Regions from separate parts of the Mus musculus genome. Here regions 1 and 3 are each linked to region 2. The links are chromatin contacts, called in public ChIA-PET and HiChIP or PLAC-seq maps. All regions are on one chromosome and are shown on one strand. The core of a region is the stretch at or near the end of the contact, and the rest is flanking DNA. Distances in the headings are between cores, read along the strand shown.

The links. ChIA-PET counts read pairs in DNA pulled down with a chosen protein or histone mark. HiChIP or PLAC-seq counts read pairs in DNA pulled down with a chosen protein or histone mark.
Region 1: an H3K4me3 HiChIP or PLAC-seq map of the 230-238 cell line shows a contact between it and region 2, with 14 read pairs. The contact joins the enhancer-like site here to the promoter of Hps6 in region 2. A contact is called at or near these places in 2 of 39 promoter capture datasets (frontonasal cranial neural crest and second pharyngeal arch cranial neural crest), 3 of 484 Hi-C or Micro-C datasets (the BV-2 cell line, the G1E-ER4 cell line and nephron progenitors), 8 of 115 datasets of contacts at active chromatin or transcription factors (the 230-238 cell line, the SCID.adh cell line, bone marrow-derived macrophages and 4 more) and 4 of 9 other capture datasets (adipose tissue, embryonic stem cells, liver and 1 more).
Region 3: a contact with region 2 is called in an RNA polymerase II ChIA-PET map of memory CD8 T cells, with 248 read pairs. The contact joins the enhancer-like site here to the promoter of Hps6 in region 2. A contact is called at or near these places in 11 of 39 promoter capture datasets (the 3T3-L1 cell line, 3T3-L1-derived adipocytes, embryonic stem cells and 6 more), 1 of 15 datasets of contacts at CTCF or cohesin (embryonic stem cells), 7 of 484 Hi-C or Micro-C datasets (B cells, the CH12 cell line, bone marrow-derived macrophages and 4 more), 16 of 115 datasets of contacts at active chromatin or transcription factors (the HPC-7 cell line, the NIH/3T3 cell line, acute myeloid leukemia and 9 more) and 3 of 9 other capture datasets (embryonic stem cells, liver and pancreatic islet).

The regions. Positions count from the first base shown.
Region 1 is chr19:45,870,256-45,874,591 of GRCm38.p6, reverse strand. All of the region lies in intron 23 of Armh3 (armadillo-like helical domain containing 3), which reads left to right. Among named protein-coding and RNA genes, the nearest start is that of Kcnip2, 56 kb to the right of the region's middle. Within about 2 kb of position 2,756, at least 9 of the 459 cell types and tissues checked have an H3K27ac peak or open chromatin away from gene starts, as enhancers often do. A contact at or near this core is called in the 230-238 cell line, where this site is marked.
Region 2 is chr19:46,002,034-46,006,820 of GRCm38.p6, reverse strand. It overlaps Hps6 (HPS6, biogenesis of lysosomal organelles complex 2 subunit 3), which reads right to left and starts at 3,343. Exons shown (of 1, transcript NM_176785.3): 1 at 648-3,343. The coding sequence starts at 3,195. The coding sequence ends at 778. The region is part of intron 1 of 4930505N22Rik (RIKEN cDNA 4930505N22 gene); the gene reads right to left.
Region 3 is chr19:45,841,048-45,845,275 of GRCm38.p6, reverse strand. The region is part of intron 24 of Armh3 (armadillo-like helical domain containing 3); the gene reads left to right. Among named protein-coding and RNA genes, the nearest start is that of Kcnip2, 27 kb to the right of the region's middle. Within about 2 kb of position 1,640, at least 95 of the 459 cell types and tissues checked have an H3K27ac peak or open chromatin away from gene starts, as enhancers often do. A contact at or near this core is called in B cells, the CH12 cell line, the HPC-7 cell line and 5 more, where this site is marked.

The DNA of each region.
Region 1 (4,336 bases), core at 1,507-4,006, 130 kb after region 2:
TTTTTTTTTTTTTGCTTTAAAGAAAGAAAGAAAAAACACTAAAGGAATTTCTTAGTTTCAGAACAAGTGAGGTGGACTCTTACTGTTCTCTTTGCTGTGTTTGGAGCTCTGTGAGAGTGGGGAAGTTTGGATTTGGTTTCATACATGAACATTTTTTTCCTTTGTGGGAGATTTTCTCACGTGTAGGTGTTAAACACAGCATTCCCCAGTGAGCTAATAGCCTATAGCTATTTCTTCTCTGTATTCAGGATCTGAGCAGTCAAAGCTCGTTGGCGTTTGATGCCTGCATGTTGAGCGTTATAACAAAGAAAAAAGCTGGTTCAAAAGTAGCAGGACTAAACTGATGGAGTTATTGAGTGTGCTTTTTAAATGTCTAGAGTCAGCATTGGTCTAGAGAAGATATTCTTGTGTGCTCTGCCTTCTGCATCTCATTTTCTTCCAATAAGGCTACTGATTGCATCCCGTTTTATTGGTTCAAATAAGGGGCTATTTCTGGAGTATTGCTCCTAGGGGAAAAGGAGTCAATCTTGAGCTGAGCCTGAATCGCGCTGTTGGACTGAAATAGAAGCTTAGCAGGGTCCAAGTGCACAGTGATGCTCCGAGACACTCACTCAAAGGCTCATCACTTGTAGAGGCTTTTTTAGTTTTGTTGTTGCTGTTGTTTTGGTGTGTGTGTGTGTGTGTGTGTGTGTGATGAGCATGTGAGTGTGGGCATCTGCATGATACTGAGCACATATGGAGATCAGAGAACAGCTTCTGGAAGTCTGTCTCCATTGTTGTTCTGGAAACTGAATTTAGGTTGTCAGGTTTGTACCACAAGCACTTTTATACACTGAAACATTTTGCTAACTCCAACTTCAGGAAACTTATAAAAGCATTTTATCATCATGATTTAGTTCAAAGAAATCTTATGTTATTTAAATCTGGAAACCTTACTTTGTTGTTTTGGCAAATAATCTGTTTGCTTACTAATTATACTGACATTTTTCTCTTGCTTCATGACTTATCACAAATATTTGTTGACTGCTTTGTCAGTAGTTGATAGGAAATACCTTTGTGTCTGAGTTGGTGATAGTAGGAGAGTTACTTCCTGGTAACTTAAGATAACCAAGCACCCCGGGCCTTGAGGTAAGTTAAAATATTATATGCTTTGAGCACTGTTGCAGCTGAGATTGCAGAGGGCACTGGAGAAGAGGGTGAGTCCCAGGTCAGTGCAGAAGCTCTCAGTCCCAGAGATGAGTCTGAATTACCTCCACTTGGCAAGGGAGCAAATTGCTGACCTCAGCCCGTCTTTTTTTCTCTTCCCTTTTTAGTGTTGGGGATCAAACCCAAGGCCTTTTATGTGTTTGTGTAGGCTGCTGTGACTTACACACCAGCTGTCTTTTCAGGACAGCACAGGCCTCCTGTATACAGTTAGTAAGCTCTCCTATTCATAATTTCAACTACAGTCTTTTAAATGTTATGAATATCTGAGATGAACCATGTCAGGTGTGTCCTTTAGTCCAGCCTTTTACTCAGGAGAACGTCCGTCGTAGGCGTTCTGCTTTCTTTAGGTAAGCATCAGAGGTGGGAGGAGAAGGGACAGGAGACTATAATGTGCTTACATTTGGAGATCTGGAGTGCTTTGTGCCTTTATTCTCCTGCTCCACTCTTGTTTCCTTATCTTTGAAATTATTCCATAGGCTCAGTCATGGTGACCTGTGTAGACATTTTGCCTGCATGTATGTATGTGCACCGTGTGTGTATCTGTGGTGCAGATCCTCTCTCTGGAACTAGAGTTGCAGCTCATTGTGAGCTATCTTGTGGGTTTTAGGAACTAAGCCTGGGTCCTCTAGAAAAGCAATTGATATTCTTTAACCGCTGGTCCATCTCTCCAGTCCTATTTACTTAATTTTAAGATAAGGTTTCAAATAGTCTATCCTGGCCTCCAACTCTCAATATAGCCGATGACGTTGAATTTCTTTTTACCTTAGTTTGTTTTAATTGTCTGTGTGTATAATGTATTTGGCACAGTGCACATGCGAAGGTCAGCAGACAACTGTCAGGATTTGTTCTCTTTCCATGTTCATCTCCAGGATGAAACTCAGTTCACCAGGTTTGCTTGGGAAGTATCTTTACCCACTGAGCCATCCTAGCCTCAACCTTAAACGCTTGATTCTTCTACCTCCAAGATGTTGGGAAATATATACATGTTCAGTTTTTCCTGTGCTGAACCCCGAAACCAGGGATTTTTGCACACTGGGCAAACCCTCTCTCATGAGCTCCATCCCTGACCGGCATTAGATTATTTGTCAGTTGAATTATGTAGCTAGTTCATAGCTGACTTGTAGCCCATGAGAGCCTTCAGAGCTGCTTCACGTGACCTCCCTCCTCAGTTCTTGCATCCCGTGCTTGTTCAGTTGGTAGGAGCGTTGTGCTACCACATTTGTGTGGCACTTAGTATAGAAACTTAGAAGAAAAGTATGAAGAACAGAGTAAAGATGATTTAGACCTTACAGTCTCACCCTGCAGTAGAGCGCCGGGCACTGTTTTGGTGAATCTCCTTCTCAATTTCTACAGCTTTTCCCCCCCTTTTGTATCTAACCTATATTCAACACTTTATCCTTGTTTGATTTGTTTTGATGTTCAACCCATCGTTTTAGCTTATCAGGGCGTGTGTGGATCCTGATTATGTCATTCTGGGTATTGGGATCTTCTGCGGCAGCTTTGTATCGTCAGCACATTTCCTAAATGTGCCTTCAGAATCTTGGTCCAGATGCTTTGATCTATTCCTGACTCTGCCCCTGATTTGGTAGATGATTTGGGACTAATCTCTCTCCATTCTGGGCTCTGCTTTGTTACTGTTATATAAAATGGCCCCAAAGTCTGAAAACTTTCCTGAAGAGTCAACTGCAAAGCCCTTGGGAAGAAAAATTGTGGGTAGAGAGTCTTCAACCACGGCCAAACTTGAAAAACAATAGCCATAGCCGATGACCTTCATGGCATGGTTCAGATCTTCCTCTAGTCTCCTGCTCTCTCAAAACCCCAGCAGGACTCACCAGCTAAGAACTAAAAACGAAGGTTGCAGCAGACATTGGTTCTTGCTTTGAGCAGTGCAGGCCCAGGGGAGGGGCAGTGAGAAGACAGCAGGGGAGGGAGGGCAGTGGAGAGCTCTCTGAGGGTGGCTGCCCTGGTCTCTCTGTGTTCTTCCAGTTGGGGTCCTGTTACTTGCTAATTGTCCCATGAGTGTGCTCGCATTTCCCCTGGGGTTGTAACAAGGACGTGATAGTCTGCAACTGAAACTGAAACACTGGTTTAATAAGCAGGCAATTAATGACATGCTAAGAATTTTTAGCTCCGGTAGATTAATTGTTAAATGAATTGTGTCTATGTGGTACTGTCATTTTACTATAATATCAGCCTTATTATAAATATAGGTTTACATTGTAGAAGATAATAATGAACAGAATTATACACTTAGTGATCAGACTTCTGGAATATCTGAGGAAAATATTTTCTTCTTACACTGTCTTTTTATGTAGGTTTGATTAATTTTACCTCAATTGTACATTTCTCCCTGGAGCTCAGATACTTTGCATGTTCTAGCAGAGTGAGCCCCTGTAGTAACAGGTTTAATGAGATTGTTGTTGTTGTTGTAATTGGTTTCTGTATCATTTCTTTGAAAACCAGTCATATGAACAGGATGTGAAGCTCAGGATGTGCTGATGCATTCCCAAGACCCTCACATCAGAGAAACTCATTTCTCACCTTTATCTTCATGTGATGGGGATTCTCAATGGTCAGCTTGGTAGGGTACCTGAGAACACAGCTTCTGCCATTGGTGCTGACTGTGCTGTTGGAGCACCCCTGATTTCTAAGGTTTTTACAATACCTCATCTTAGAGCAAATACCTGACAAGAAACAGCTTAAAAGGGAGGAAGGGCTGAGGAGGGTTAATAGCGGGAGCCTGGGGCAGCCACCTCCCTTCTTCCAGAGCTGGGAAGCACAGGGCTAAGTGTGCTGCTCAGCTTTCCTCCTCCTCTGCCTTTAAAATGGAAGCCAGGGCCAGTCCAATGCACTGGTGCTGTCCACACTATAGTGCGCAGCTTCCCAGTTTGGGTAACAGTCCTGAAGTCCCTCACAGGTCTGCCCAGAAGCTTGTCAGTTTGGTGACACTAGATCCTGTCAGGTTGGCAGTGGCTGTGTTGGTCATCATACTGGGACTTGGAGATGCAGAGGCGCTAATATGTATTTTATCTCATATGGTTTGTCCGTCCTTCCTTCCTTCCCTTTCCCCCTCCTTCTTTCTTTCTGTCGCCTGCCCTTCCTCCCTCCCTCCCTCTCTTCCTGACAGAGC
Region 2 (4,787 bases), core at 2,094-4,593:
AAAAATAAGAACTTGGTTGTTGCTGCTACTTCTTGGCTTAGGGAGTCACCAGAAGTATGAGGCTTTCTCAAGAGCTTTGCAGTCCGTCTGTCTGTCCCCCAGCTCCCCAGCAGTGACTCATTACTAGTCTGGAGCCCTACAAACAACCCCCTTGTCTGTATAAACCAGGGACTGCTCAAGAATGGGGGGAAGTAAGCAAGGGCTTAGGACAAATATGGGCTTCTTTCCCCAAGGCCAGAAGAGACCCAGGGAAAAAAAAGAGAGCCCTATAGAATTCTCTCCTTGAAGTCCCGGAGAAGCCAGCACTAGGTAAGGAGCTTGCAGGCACTGCTGGGCTATGGAGTGACATGGCTCACATGTTCAAGCCTCTATGTTCTAGGTGATAAACTTGGCCAAGCTCTTTCATCTTTCTAGCCAGCTACTTCTTCTCTCTAGAAAATGGAGACATTAATACTTCATCAGTGGAGTTATGAGAAGCATTAAATAAGGAATTCTATAAAGATCAACAGGTTTCCTAGCACACAGGAAACACACTCAGGACTATTGTTTCCATGACCAGAAGTAGCTGATTTATGCAAGACATCCAGATTCAACCATTCCCTCGATAAGCTACAACCCTTAGCTGTTCAAAACTTAACACGCACAAGAAACCTCTGTGAGTATATTTGGTATTTGCATGTATTTTAAAAATTGTTCCACAACAGACAGTATTGCACACACAAGTCCCACCTTCGTGCTTCATAACCCTAGGTACCCTTCCCTTCGCATCTCTGTGCTCTACAAATGAACTCCCACATCAGCTGCACCGAGCCCTTGTCCAGGTGGTACCCAGGCTTCTTGTCCTGGATGGTCTGATGCCGGGAGAGAAGCAGTGGGTCCACGAGGTGGTGTAGGGGGTGGAGTGCCTGGGTCCCATAAGATGTCCTCATAGGTGCTTTGAACTGGGCCAGACGGCCTTCCTTGAGCCCCAGTCTGTTCTAGCAGGGCTCTGACCAAGCCCACTGTGAGAGGGGGCTCTGCCCCAGGCTCAGGGAAAGGGGTGGTTCCCTCATCATCTGGGAGATGTGTCCTCAGCAGAAGTAGGAGCTCATGTGGAGCCACTTCCGGTGGGCACAGGCGACAGAGGAGAGGGAGGTGTGCATCCAGGCGGCGGTGCTGGGCAAACTCTGCCAGCAGCAGCTTAAAGATCTCACTTCGAAGCAGGGGGCTGGAGGCATCCAGGGCCAGCCCGGCTTCCAGAGCCCGTTCCCACTCTTCTTTCTTTATCAGCTGCCTTACAGCTTGTAGCACGGCTTTGGGTCGCCCACTGCCCAAAAGCAACTCGAGTTCCAGAGCCTCAGGCCTCTTCCCTTCCTCACCTAGCACTGCCAGGGCTCGGCGGTAAAGGGGCAGACTGGGGCCTTCAGCCCCCCAGCCGGGGCCACCCTGCTGCTGTGCCAGTTTCACAAATGGGGGGAGCCACTGAGGCTCGAGCTGGCCCAGGCACTGACACAGGAGTTCAAAGGGCGGCAGTATTCCATTGGGATGTTCCTTTCCAGCTGTTGGAGCCCTTAGGACCTTCTTCCATACATCCGGGGGTGCTTGGGACCTCAGCCTGCCACTCCTATCTGGCTGGAGCTGCAGTGCCTGGAGGGTGGCACCCCAAGCTGCTGTAGGAAGGGCTTGGAAAATGGTGTTGAATTGGGCCAGCTGGTCTCCTGTCAACTGGGTTCTCAGCAGGCGGGCCACCTCGTGCTCCGCTAACTCAGTCCAGCCAGCCTCCTCATCGTCCCCAGCCACCAGCTGGGCCTTGAGCTGTTCTATACTACGATAATCCCGGAGCTCAGCCCTCAGGGTTGTCAGGAGTGTAGACGGGGGCAGGTGGCCCTGGAGGATGGAGGCCAGGGCCTGAGGTGCCCGAAACATGCTGTTGTGTCTCAGTTCTTCTGGGGTAAGCTGGGTACCTCGAAGGCTCCGACGCTGGTAGTACCCACAGGCCTCCTCAAACACCAGGTCCTTGTCTGAAGGCAGCTCAAGGCCTTGGGGAGTTTCCCAACACACACAAAAGAGACCCAAGGCTGAAAGCAATCGTAGGGCTCCTCGGGTCTCCAGCTCTTCCTCGTTCTTCATGCCCGGGGCTGGAGGCTCCAGCAAATGTACTCTGTCTGTACTGAGAACCTTTTTTTCCAACAGCCGCCCACTGCTCATGTCCAGTAGTTCCAAGGTGGAGCCCAGGACACAGGCTAAAGTGCCGTGAAATGTCCCCAGGGCTGCAGACCCTTTTAGGCTTACAGGGGCCTCCTGCAGGATTCCCACGGTTCGAGTACCACCATGGCACTGCACTAGGCTCACCTTCCCTTTCAAGTCAAGCAACAACAAGCCCTGCGAAGATGGGGCCCAAGTGTGTACAGCCAGTGGCTCCCTGGGGGACAGGAATCCAGGAAGGCCTCGCAGCAGGGTCCGGAAGTCCCAAGTGTCCCCTTGTTTGGGATTCAGGCTTTTACTGTGTGAAAGACCAAGAGATGGAGCAGCAACTATTACCTTCCCCTTGCTTGGGCTCCAGATGAGCAGAAGGTGGGCCACACCAGACCAAGTGTTGGTAGTAGGCACCAGGAAGAGGTCCTTGCGGGAGGCTATCAGTCCAAAAAGGGGGCAATGGTGTAGCAGGATGTGGGTGCAGCCTAGTTTGGTGCCAGCCTCCCCGCTGGTTTCCAGGGTCTTGAAGCACACACGGTGGCTGAAGGCCGTTGAAAGCTGCTCTGGTTGGTCCTTAACACCCGGCTGACGCTCCTCGCACCAAACTAGGCGGCCTCGGGTTGCGGCCACGGCCATCACGCGGGCTCCACCATCCGGACACAGCTCAGTGCTCTGAAGTAGCTTCCATCCAGGCTCCATCCCCACGCCCCAAACCTCTGCTAGGCCACTCTCCCATACCAAGATCAGCGCGGGTCGCGCCAGCCACGGCACGAAAAAGACGTCCAGCGGCGAGGGGTCGCCCTCCGGCCAGGCACGCTCCAGCGGCAGGCCGGGCCCACGCACAGCCACTAGAAGCTGTGGGGCGGGCGATCCGGGGGGTCTTAATAGCAGCAAGTGGCGGCCGTCAGGGCTGCAGCGGACTAGGACAGCTGGGTCCCCCGCCAACAACTCGCGGAGCCGGGCCGCGCCGGTGAAGTTGCTCAGATCCGAAAGCAGGCGCAGAGTTCCTGCACGCTTCATGACGCCTCTGCCGCAGGAGCTAGCCAAGGCCTGATCGCCCAGTGGGGCGAGGCCGGACTGCTAGTCCTGGTACCCGGGGGAGTGCAGGGCTGACACTTCCGTCCCTGGTGAATGAGGTGAGCCAAGCCCTGGACTGAACGTCGACTCCGCCCGGCCCCGCCCCGCCAGGCGAGGTCCGGGATTGCCCCAGGGCACGCCCCGCTAGCGCTGCGCGCCGGGGGCGGAGCTGCGGGAAGATGTCCGAGGGAGGAGCATCCGCAGCACCCAAGGGTCCCCGCTCTGGATTCAAGTTTCCTAGGCACCGTGAGAATGTCTCAAAACGTCTCCCTTCTTTCTGAACCTCGCTCTTTCACCTTATTTGTGGTTGAGTACTGACACCGTATCAGCCCTGACCAAATAGCAAATCTCAACCGCCTGGAAATTTAGTGGAAAAACTGTAAGGTTAACAACCCTCCGCTCACCAGGCTGGCCACAAATTCACAGAGATTCTCCTGTCTCTGCCTCCCAAGTGCCGTGATTAAAGTTCATCACTACCATCCCTGGTCTTTATACATATGTTTTAAATTTGAAGTCAGCATACAAAGTAATGAATTTCATGATCGCATCCCCTTCCTCCATATTCTTAGTCCTGTGTGCACCTGTGAAGGCTGGAGGTCAGCCTCAGTGTCTTTCCTCAGAAGCCAACCTTCTACACTGTTTTGAGAGAACTTCTTTCACTAGGACCTCTCACCCACTAGGTTGTGCTAGCCAGCCAATGAGCTCGGGAGATCCTCCTGCTTCAGTCTCCCACGCTGGGATTATAGACTCGAACCACAATACCAAGCATTGAGGATAGAATTAGCGTCTTAAGCTTTTGAGGTATGCACTTTATTGACCAAGCTATGGCTGGCATTTTTACACATATATATATTATTCTACTTTGTTCCTGTTCACTGCCTTCCTCATTAAAAATTTAAATTAAATTATATTGAATGTGTGTGTGTTTGTGTGTGTATCTATGTGTGTCTGTGTTTGTGTGCGTGCAATATTATGGGCATACGCCACAACACCCACTCAGAGGCCAGAGGACAACTTTCGGAGCTGGTTCTTGCCTTGTACCACGTGGTTCCTGTGGTGGTTTGACTAAGAATGGTCTCCCACAGACGCATATATCTGAATAGTTAGTCATCAGAGAGTGGCACTCTCTGAGAAGAACTGGGATTAGTTATGTGTGGCCTCCTTGGAGGAAGTGTGTCACTGGCAGTGAGCTTTGCGATTTCAACCCCCCATGCCAGGTCCAGGTTCCCGTCTGCCTGTGGATGGGACTGGAGCTCTTAGCTACTGCTTCACTGCCGTGTGCATCACCGTGCTCTCTGCCAATGATGATAATGGATTGATGCTCTGAAACTGCAAGCAAGCCCCTCATTAAATGGTTTCTTGTATAAGAGTTGTCCTGGGGCTGGCGAGATGGCTCAGTGGGTAAGAGCACCCGACTGCTCTTCCGAAGGTCTGAAGTTCAAATTCCAGCAACCACATGGTGGCTCACAACCATCTGTAACAAGATCTGACTCCCTCTTCTGGAGTGTCTGAAGACAGCTACAGTGTACTTACAT
Region 3 (4,228 bases), core at 391-2,890, 160 kb after region 2:
TCTCTCTCTCTGTCTAAATAAGAGTCTTTATTAGAGTATAGCTTGATAAGTGTATAGCTTTATATAAATCTGCTGCTACAAAGAAAAAAAGACATAAAGCCAGGCTCATATAGCCTATGTTGGGTGTATGATTTTAGCTCATGTATATGGCTAAATTCCCTGTGTAGCTGAGGATGACCTTTCAGCTCCTGGCCCCCTCCTATACCTCCCAGTGCAGGAATGCCCCACCTTGCTCTTTCATTTGGGCTTTCGAGTCTTACACGCTGCTGAGGTGATGTCTTATTTGGGTAAAGCGCTCGCTGCCCAAGCATGGGAGCCTGAGCTCAGCCCCCAGCGCACACATACAAAAGCGAGGCGTGCCTGTAACTCCAACATCAAAAAGGCAGAGGTGTGTGGGTTCTCGGAGCCTGCTAGCTAGGCAGTCTAGTTAAACAGGTGACCTCTAAGTTCAGTGAAAGACCCCGACATACACATACACACACCACATACATACACACACACACACACACACACACACACACACACACACACACACACACACACACACGTACTTACATACCTGAATCTCCTTTTTTGCATTTCATCCTTCTAAGTTGGAAAAGCCAAGGAATAAATTCCAAACCTTGTATTTTCTGGTCTCCTTTTCTTGCCAGTGCATCCTTGTAGCACTTCTGAGTTTCTTAACTGACAGGACCAGCTAGCAGCTATTTTGTGACCATGTGTTCCAATGTTCTTGAAAGGTATTCAGTTCACCCAGTGAGGCAGCAGGCAAGCTTTTTTTTTAACAGAGCCTTCTCAGTTCTCCCTCCAGCAGCTCTCTGCAGCCAGGTGAATGGAACTCTATTGATCGATCTGTCAGTTGTTTCCTATTCAATATTTGTTCTCTTTTGTGACGCCAGCTGTGTGACTCCATCCTCACACTTAAAAAGCTGCCTTTATGAGTGGCTTTCATTCTCTTTTTCCTCTGCCTGTGGAGCAGAGCAGATTCCTGTTCTTTGCTGTTGGAGCTGTCTGTGTCATTTTCCTGCAGAACGCCTGTGTATTCTGTTCTGTGTGTTAGGGAAGGAGATGGTCCTCCTACCACTGTAAGCTTTGGGCAGCCTGAAAGCCATGCAGCAGCTTGGGAGGACAGCTGACATCGTTCTCCAGAGGTAGCAGCCACCAGCCAATGATAATTTAAAACAAAACAAAGCAAAACAAGACAAAAAACAAAAAAAACAAAACAAAACAAAAACCATGTGGTGCATGAGAAAAATCAGAAAAGGGAAAATTGACAAGCTGTCTCCTCATCCTCTTTCACCTCCACTCAAGGTTTAAAGTGATGCTAAAAAGTGGTCCTTGGATCCACAAGCCAGAATCGAGGAAAGGAACTCAGGTTACTCACCCATAGGGAAGAGGGCTGGGGATGGATAGGTGCCTGTGAGTGCTTATCTAGCATTCATTCCCCAGCACAGCCAACAGGAGGGGTCCTCGGTGATCTATTTACTGTGTGACAGTTACATGCTGTGACAGAACGCAGGGCAGTGAGGGTCACTGGTGACAAGTCCACGTGGAATCTCTGCAGTCCTGGTTATTGTGCGCTTGCTCGCTAGCTAGCTCGCTCGCTCGCTCGCTTCCTGTAACAGTACTGTTACCCCAGCACTCTGCTCTCAGAATGGTGGTTTCTCTTCCCCAACTGCCTCTGAAGGCTTCTAAATGAAGGCCCTTTTCCTCCCCCTCCCCCTTCTCCCTCCCTCTTCCTCTGTAGCAACAGCAAGTGAACTTGTTTTTTATCAGGTTAGAGTTATTTGACTACCTTGCCTGTCTCCAACACGTGGAGTACTTCTCTCCTGTTACTTATGAACTTTAATCCTAATGTCACAAAGTCAAAAGGATTTCCAGCTTCCCAAAGAGCTGGCTTTCAGGGCAGTGAGGCCCTGCAGCTGTTAGCAGCTACATTAGTAGAGAGGGGGGGTCGGGGGCAAAACAAAACAGGATTTTAATCTTTAGTAGATTCTAAAATACTTCTAAGATAAAACCTAAAGCCTGTTAATAGGCATTAGCTGGGGTTTATGGCATTTAGTAAGTTAGGCAGACAGGACAGGCTCTTTGTTAGCTCTGCCTGCCAGCTTTCCATTTTGTTCCTAGAAAAGATTTGTGAATTCTTTTTTGGGTGATGGAAACAGGGTTTTTCTGTGTGACAGTCTTGGCTGTCCTGGAATTCGATTTGTAGACCAGGCTGGCTTCACAGAGACCTGCCTCCCTCTGCCTGTGGAGTACTGGGATTAATCCTTTTTTAAAAAATACAGGGTTAGCCTAGTCTAACCTGGGACTCACTGTGTAGCCCAGGCTGGCCTTCAGCTCACAGAATCCTCTTGCTTCAGCCTCCCAGGTGCTGGCATTATAGACAGGAGGCCACCATTGCCACCTAGTTTTGTGAGGATTTTTGAAGATTTATTTATTTTTATAAGTTTAAATGTTTCATACATACTAGGCAATGTAGAACATTGTTGTAATCCCTACTGGGTGTAATGGTATCCTCCTTTAATACCAGAGGCAGGTAGATATCTGAATTTGAGGCCTGCCTAGTCTACACAGTGGTGAATTCTAGGACACCCAGAGCAACATAACAAGACCCTGTCTCAAACAAAACAAACAAAAGGGAGTGTGCTACCAATAGTGAAACTATGAGGTATAGTTATTCCTAGAACAGTTGGAGAAAAGTTACTCTCCAGGCTTATTGTCTACCCTCAACTGAGATTTAGCTCCTGTCTCTCTCCAGTGTAGCTCGGTAGTAAACATTCATGCTTATCTCGTAGAAACTGGAATTCCTTGGTCAAGGAATAAGAACCTTGAAAAGGATAAATCTATGATGATGTGACTGTTCTTCATGCCTGTAATCCCAGCATGCAGGTGGATGGTTGTTGAAGGTCAACCCAGGCTGTAGAGTGAGACCCTGTCGTAATGCATGTCAGCAAAAGAACTTTGTGACTTGAAGAGCTTTGTGTTGGCTTTGAGTCTTTTCTTTCTCACCACTACTTTCCTTGGTATTCATTTCTAGAACTCGGGCCTAGGACACAGAAAGAGCAGCTGCAGACCACTGGCCTTTTAATGAGTTGTCTGCTCCCTCACTACTGCCCTGGCCCCAGTTTTCATTCCCATAAGGTATTGAGTCGAACAGCCTATGTCTCCTTGGGACATTTCAGGGACTACTTTATCTGTACTAAATAAATGTGGGTTGAAGGCATATAATGGAAGCCCCTTCCTCCTGTACTGCAGTTAAACCCAGTGGTTCACACATTTAGTTAAGCAAGTGTTCTGTGATTGAGCTACATTCCCCAGACCCCCTTTCTAGTTTTTATCTTGATAGAGTCTTACTAATTTGCTCAGACTGTTCTTTAACTTGCTGTGTAGCTCAGGCGAGCTGCAGGCCTCCTGGCGCCCGGGTGTACATGCCTGTGCCGGCGGATCCCACTGATGTCTATGAAAAGTCCTTGGGGGCTGGAGAGGTGGCTCTGACTGCTCTTCCAGAGGACCCAAGTTCAACACCTACCTCACAACTACCTGTAACTCCAGTTCTAGGGGATCATGTACCCTTTTCTGGCCTTTGTGGTTAGCAGGCTGGCATGTGGTACATATATGCAGGCAAAGCACCCATACGTATAAAATAAGATAATTTTAAAGAGAGAGACTACAGCTGATGTTACACCATCAGCTGTTTTGTTTTGCAGGGCTCTGCAGTTGTCGTGCTCAATAGACAGAGAGGAAAGAAGAGCTTAACTCAAAAGAGGAAGGATACGGTTAGATAATAGAGAGGCATAAATTGGAAAATAATACTCAAAACTAGGACCTGAACAAGTCAGGAAGAATGGAGAATTCTAGAGTTTTTGAATGTCATGTCCTTGGGTCACAAAATGGTCTGAAGCTTTGTGGAACATAATAGCTCTAATTCCAGCACTTGGGAGGCAGAGGCAGGCAGAGCTCTGTGAGTTGGAGACCGGCCTTATTTCTACCCCACCCACCAAAAATCATCTAACTCAATTAGGCTGCCTACCACAGCCACGTGGTCCTTTACCTTTTTTTTTTCTTTTCTTTTCTTTGGTCCTTTACCTTTTTTTAAAAAAAAAAGATTTATTTATTTTTATGCATATGAGTACGCTATAGGTGGACAGATGGTTTGGAGCCTTCATGTTGTTAGGAATTGTATTTAGGACTTCTGCTCGCTCCGGTAGGCCCACTTGCTCCAGTC